Regions from separate parts of the Mus musculus genome. Here region 1 is linked to region 2. The links are chromatin contacts, called in public Micro-C maps. All regions are on one chromosome and are shown on one strand. The core of a region is the stretch at or near the end of the contact, and the rest is flanking DNA. Distances in the headings are between cores, read along the strand shown. Region 1 holds the start of Supt4a (SPT4A, DSIF elongation factor subunit). Region 2 holds the start of Dynll2 (dynein light chain LC8-type 2).

What was found. A called contact is a pair of places that touch in the nucleus more often than the background predicts.
Region 1: a contact with region 2 is called in a Micro-C map of embryonic stem cells, with 4 times the contacts expected there. The contact joins the promoter of Supt4a here to the promoter of Dynll2 in region 2. A contact is called at or near these places in 2 of 39 promoter capture datasets (cranial neural crest and embryonic stem cells), 2 of 484 Hi-C or Micro-C datasets (both in embryonic stem cells), 1 of 115 datasets of contacts at active chromatin or transcription factors (bone marrow-derived macrophages) and 2 of 9 other capture datasets (adipose tissue and pancreatic islet).

The regions. Positions count from the first base shown.
Region 1 is chr11:87,735,714-87,739,082 of GRCm38.p6, reverse strand. It overlaps Supt4a (SPT4A, DSIF elongation factor subunit), which reads right to left and starts at 1,532. Exons shown (of 5, transcript NM_009296.2): 1 at 1,415-1,532; 2 at 810-916. The coding sequence starts at 1,483.
Region 2 is chr11:87,985,683-87,988,880 of GRCm38.p6, reverse strand. Dynll2 (dynein light chain LC8-type 2) reads left to right here and starts at 1,348. Exons shown (of 3, transcript NM_026556.4): 1 at 1,348-1,638.

The DNA of each region.
Region 1 (3,369 bases), core at 283-2,782, 250 kb after region 2:
AATAACCCTAAAACATTGTTTCAATATTTAACTAATCTTTTAAAAATTCAGATCATTTGACATCCTTTTTCCTCACCCTGAATCTTTGTTTGCTGGTATGTATTTGACACTTAAGCATATTCGAATTTGAACTAGCCACATGTCAAGTACTCAGTAGCTACTGAAAGAAAGATGAAATTTCAAGACCTGTAAGTCATATAAAGTACTCAGAAATTGCTGGTTGTTTGTGAGCCTAGAGGCTGCCTGGGGCTGAGAAAAGAGAAAAACAAACCTGGGTATGCCCCATAGTTAAAACATTCCTGGGAACATCTTGACCATAAGATAAAGGGGAATGTGAGGACATAACAGGGCTATCTGAACTGAGTCAACTACTCACAGAACTCTGACACCCTGCACGTACATGTAATCTTTCTGTTAATGTTTGAATAAGCCAATAGTGTGTCGCTATGCTCAATTCCACACCCCTAAGCCCCTTACCCCATAAAACCCCCAAGCTTTCGAGCCTCGTGGCCGGCATCCGTTATCTCCTGTGTGGGATACATGTCGGTCCGGAGCTCCGTAATTAAACGTCCTCATGTAATTACAGCAAGATGGGTCCTCGTGTTTCTTTGGGTGCTCTCACACTCCTGAGACTAGAGCGGGGGTCCCCGAAAGGGGGTCTTACACTACAAAAGTTTACAGCTACTGGGCTGGACACATAGACTAGCTCTCAGAACTGCTGAGACCAGCTAGTCTTATGACCTCAAAAATCTATCCCATATTAACTTTCTGGGTGCAGAAGTAAACAAAGGCGCGTGAAAGGGGCTTACCCATCAAATGAAGAGCTGGTGCAGTCATAAACCATCTCTCTGTTGCCCTTCATTTGTAGGTATGCATCGCAATTGTCACACCCATCATATTCGAACTGGTCTATAGTCTGGAAAGAAAAAAAAAAAGCAAGTATGAGCATGAACAACGCCTTAATATTTCAACAAAGCCAACCTCTTCGTTTTCTATACAACCCAACACCCTCTCCTCTCCAAACTGTTCCTAAACTCCACCCTCATACCTTTTTGCTCGCGTCCCTAATTCAGCTTACATATTTTCTAGCCTCTTTGGGGTCAGGTACCCTCTCCTGCTACTCTCTCGGCTGCTCTGGCTCCTAGTGTCTTTCCAGTCCACCACAGCAAGTTCACCGAACGTCTGTCGGGGAGACAAACTTGTGCTCAGTTATGCCGAGAACTGCAACGCAGCCCCCAGTAGGCACAGCCACCCGGCTCGCGTTCCGTGGACGGAAACAACGGCTCCCTTAGGCTTTCGGGCTTCCCACTCCCCGAATCTCAGAGCCTTCCTTTCCTGTGTCTGGCCCCATTTCACCCTCTTTCTCCCGTTTCGCCTCCCCGATCGCTCCTACAACCAAGGCCCCAACGGACACCTTGACTAACGAGCACAGCAAACAAGCCCGCAGATGCCGCAGGTCCTTTGGTACCGTCTCCAGGGCCATCCTCACCGATACGACAACACAGGTTCCTCCAGCCGCAGGAAGTAAACAGACCATTACCCAGAATGCCAGACGCGTCGGGCACGCAGCTTCCGCTTCCGGTGCCGGCCATCGCAGGCCCCGCCCCTCCCTCCCCGTGGAGAAGATGGTTCCTCCCGCGGGAGCGCTGGGCGGGGCCGCCCGGTCACCTGGGCCGCGCGCGCGCCCGTCACCTGGTTCGCGAGAGCGAGCGGAAGACGGCGCGCGCGCTGGGAGCTGATGCGCCCGTAGGGGCGGGGCAGCTGGGGGAGGTTGGAGCATGCGCAGGAAGCGTGGAGCGGGGCGACTGGCGGGACTGCGCCTCGCGACGCGGGCCTTTTGATGGAGCCCAAAATGCTCTGGCCTGAGTGCTCTTCAGACTCCCGAGGAAAACCTAGATTGTTTTGTCTGCTTGTTTTATTTTGTTTGCTCATTTATTGAGACAATGCTAATTCCTAAGTTGGCCTCTGAGTACGGGACGGTGATCTTGAACTCCTGATCTTCCTGCCTTCACTTTCGGAGTTCTGGGATTATGGGCGCGCACCACCACGCCCGGGTATTTGACTTTTTGACACAAGCCCCTCGTCTCAGTGTCCGGAATGCTCAGAATACAAGCCCGCCGCTTCGCGCTAGGTTGTTTTAAGGCTCGAGGCAATGAGTCTTGCCTTTCTGGACGCCTGCAGAGACAAAAACCCGACGAGGCCCCACCCCTTCTTGTAACTGGGAGAGCGTGATAGGGTTTCGTTTGCGGTCCCCAGGAATGCTAGCTTGAGCCGTGCCGACGGGGAAAGGGGAGGCGTGTTGGATAGAGGGAAACGCGTATTTAATTCCTCCTAAAAGCCTCTCGATTGCGCGCCTGGCTCATAATTTACGCTTTGTAAAACTCTCGGCACATTTAGACATAATTCCATGGGAACATCTGTGGATTAGGTATCTCACTTCTCATACTCTAACCCCACCCCAGCTGCCAATGTGCTTACTGTGTAGGACACAAAATTCCTCCTTGTCTCCTTAAATGGCACCGAGATAATATCCTGAGCAAACCATACAGAAATACGAGGTCTGGTGCGGTGTGAACAGAGCAAAGGCTCTTGGAATGTAGGCAAAAGCCTGGTCATTTGTGTTTATCTGAATTGGAGCGCTGGGATATAAATAGTTGCAATCCCGCTGTTCTGTCCTTCCAGCCCTTCTCATTGAAACTGAGGGACAGCAAGACTGATTCTAGGCTTTATCCCAAACTGCATCCACATGGGGTTCAGTGACTGGGTTTTAGATACTTTCTAGCACCGGGAAATCTCTTTTCAGTTTGGAATACATTTTCACTGTGCTATCTCATGTAAGCCTTCTATCATCTCTGAAGGAGGATCATTTTATTTATGGTAAAAGGCAGGTATCCTGCTGAGGAGCTGGCTCAGGACCCACCACATATAAGTGGGATTTGATGGTCTGCTACTCTAACCATAGCACTGGGGGCCAGAGATAGGCAGATCCCAGGGACTCCAGGCAAGTTCAAGTGAGAGGCCCTTGTTGTTTGTATGTTTGTTTGTTTGTTTGTTTTGAAAGTCTTTATTCTGTAGCTCGGGCTGTCCTGGCACTTGCTGTATCGATTAGGCTGCCCTCACACTCCTGTGAGTGCATGCACGTGTATGCACACATTCCAAGGTTCAGTATTTGCTTACAATATTGTAAGGTCACAAAGTCAGTCAGTGAAGCACCAGAGTCACCAGCAGCCCAGCACAGATAAATGACTGAATCATGACGAGTACCAGGCACGCTGCTCTCTCTGACCTTTCTGGGGCTTTAAACCTACCCTATCTGACCAGCTTTGATATCACCAATAGCATCCGAAACCAGAGGGAATAATGGTAAAT
Region 2 (3,198 bases), core at 99-2,598:
ACAGAGCTATGGAATGGAGAAGCCTGAGGGGACAGTTTTCCAAGTTGTCCTGGACACATAATGAACACTAAATTATGATACTCCCAAACAGGGCAGGCTAAGGCCAGGACTAGTCTGACTTCTCATGGTTTAGGTGAGGGGAGAGAAAGAGGTGAACACAGGAGCTATGCTAGGCAATTTCCTAACGTCCACCGAGGCCAGAATATTTGACCTCCCACTGAAGATTTTAGATAGCCCCTTTGTGAATGAAAGCTTAGGAAGAAAAATCCCGATGTTTTTTCTGTAACACCACACACACACACACACACACACACACACACACACACACACACACACACACACACACACCAATGTTTGCTTCCTGAACTTTAAAGGCTGCCATCCATGTGTGGTCTAAAGGAGCTGACCTGGCAAGGGGTCTGAATCTGTGTTTGTCTACACTTTGTTTTTTGTCTTGTTGAGACAGGGTTTCTCTGTGTAGCCCTGGCTGTCCTGGAACTCACTCTGTAGACCGGGCTGCTGTCTCAGAGATCTGCCTGCCTCAGTCTTCCAAGTGCTGAGATTAAAGGAGTGTGACACCTCCCCCCAGTGTGTTGTCTATATTTGAGGGCTATGGGTGAAGTCGTTTTTTAAAAGATACCTCACAGCTCATACAGGAGTCCCCGAGAAATGGTTCGCACCTCTATCCCCCAAAGGCCATACCCGAACGGTAGAGGCTGTACCTCCGGTATTTTTGATGATAGTGTACTTAGGGTTCCAGCTATGGATAGGCAGAAAGGTCTCAAGATTCGTGAACAAAGGTTGAGTTAGAAGCAAAAGCGAATGTGAAAGCAGGGGCGCGGGGGGGGGGGGGTCTTGAGGACTGTTGCCTTTATTTCACCATGGGGCTTGACAGTTCTCTCAAGTGTCGCCAGCCTAGGGAAATGAATTTTCCTCTGTCCCTGGTGATTTCTAATACCCTATCCTGCCTCTTTCCAAAGTTGGGACCCTTCTCTCCTGAGTCTGAAATCTCCATCCCTCCATTCTTTTTTCCTTGGCACTGGACTCTCCACGCCTCTCTCCCTTTTCCTTTCTGGGCGGAATGTATTCCTCCCGAGTCAGGCCTCTCCGGGCCTGGGCAGACAGGGTATGCGTCCTCTTTTCTCCTCCTAAGGCCACGGCTCCCTCCCCCCACCTTCTCCAGCTCCCCTTCCCCACCCCCTCCTCCGCCCCGAGGCATTGTGGGACGAAACAAGATGTGGAGCGAGAGCGGCGCGGGGAGAAGCCCGCAGTGCGGGGCCGGGCGGGCGCAGCCAATGGGGAGCGCGGACGGCGGCGCGCGCGGCAGGGGGGCGGGGGCGGGGCTCTATTTCAGGGCCGCGCGTCGGCCGCGCTCAGCGGCGGAGCGGAGCGGACGGCGAGGTATCAGCCGAGACAGGCGGTCGGCCGGGTGGCACGAGGCGGAGCGCGGGCGTCCGGGGAAGCTCGGAGGGCGACCAGCAGTGCGAGCGCTCGGCCCCGGGGCTGCGGGAGCAGGGGGATACCGCGGCGGCAGCGGCTGCTGCTGCAGGACGAGCCCAGGGGACACCGCCCCTGCTCGAGCTTTGCTTCAGCCCAGCGCTGCTCCCCAGGGGCCTGTGCGGACTCGCCTGCGTGACGGTGAGCTGGGGCCCCGGGGGGCAGCCCTCGCTCGACTCGGCCCAGGCTCTGGAGACCCTCGTGCCCTGGCTGGAGGCCCCGCAGCCCCGGGGAGGGGAGCCAGCCGTGGTGCACGGAGGCCTCTCCGGTCCGGGGAGCGCGGGCAGCCAGTGCGGGTTCGGGCTCGACGCGGCTCCTCCCGCCGCCACCCTTCGGGGCGTCCTTCCTGCAGCGAGGTCGCCGGGTCACTCCGGCGCCTCTCCAGGCCTGGCGGGGGAGGGCGGAGGACCGGCTTGCGGCCTGCGGATCCGGAGGGCGGCGGGGAGGTGGATGCTTTCTCATTTCCCAGGTGCTGCCCTTCGGGGGTCCCTGCCCGCTAGAGGAAAAGATGGTGGGGGCGGTGTTTTGGGACGAGGGGTTACGGTCCCTTTGGAAATCCGAAACGAGGCAATAACGTTTGTACGTGTTAAAGAATGGTGCAGGGCGGTCCGTGTCATTTGGAGGCTTAGCCCCCCCCCCCTTTTTTTTCTTTTTTTGTCGCAAGACCAGGGACAGAGGTTGAGAACTGTCCTGGAGTGCTCCTTTTGCGTTTTTCACAGGAGCTCCTGGCTCGTGACTCAGGAAGCTGGCTTGGGGCCCTTTGGCCATCCTTTTATCTGGAGGCCCAGCTCCGCCCCCTCCCCCCACCTCCCTAGGAAAGGATCGCTGGGCGTCTGGCTCCCTAGCCTTTTCTCACTGGTACCTTGGATAGGGGTTGCCAGGGCTGGGCCTCACCTTTCTGCGACGCCTGAGGGGCCAAGGGTGAAGAATCGTGGCATTGTAGTCACAAGACCAGCATTATGTAATCGTAGGCTCTCTCTGTTAGAGAGTAAGATAGCTTTTAATTACTGTGACAAAGTTGATCCTTCGGACTTTGGGGAGGAGGCGGTGAAGCAGGTGAGCTTTTTTGGCAAAATGGTGCCAGTTTCATACTTCGTTGTCTGTAGCCAGGCTCCACCCCCAACCTCTGGATTTGTAAACACTGCCCCCTTCTGAGTGGGAACCTGGAATAGGCCACCAGGTGACATTGTTTTTTTTTTTTTTTTTTTCTTCTAGAAAGGTCTCATCACATCAGCCTTTTTCTCTTCCCAAGCCTCGTGGAGGTTGTTCCTTTTCTCTCATTTCAGCCATTATTTTTTAAACATGATTGGCTGCCCAAGGTCACAGAGCTAGTCGGCCTTGAATAGGCATCACTCGACCTTTCCTTCAACACCACAGACTCCTTGGCTCCATATTTTCTCTGGGGTAGGGGGCATCTTAGCTAAACACTGGCCAGTGTCGCTTCCGTGGAAGAAGCTTTGCTTCATTTGACAGTGTCAGACCAAGGTGCCTGGCCTGGAAGTTGTCACAAATACATTGTGTGTGTTAGACGGACTGGGTTCTTTTCATCTCCGTGGGTAGTGTGCACATAGATAAGGAGCAGCTTGGAATGATCCCAGCAGTCTTGCCTTGAGCAGTCAGAAACCCGTCCGTCCCCATTGGGCTGGGGACAACCAGTGTTGCTTTTGGAGCTGAGGTGAGGGGGATCAGTACTGCCGTGAG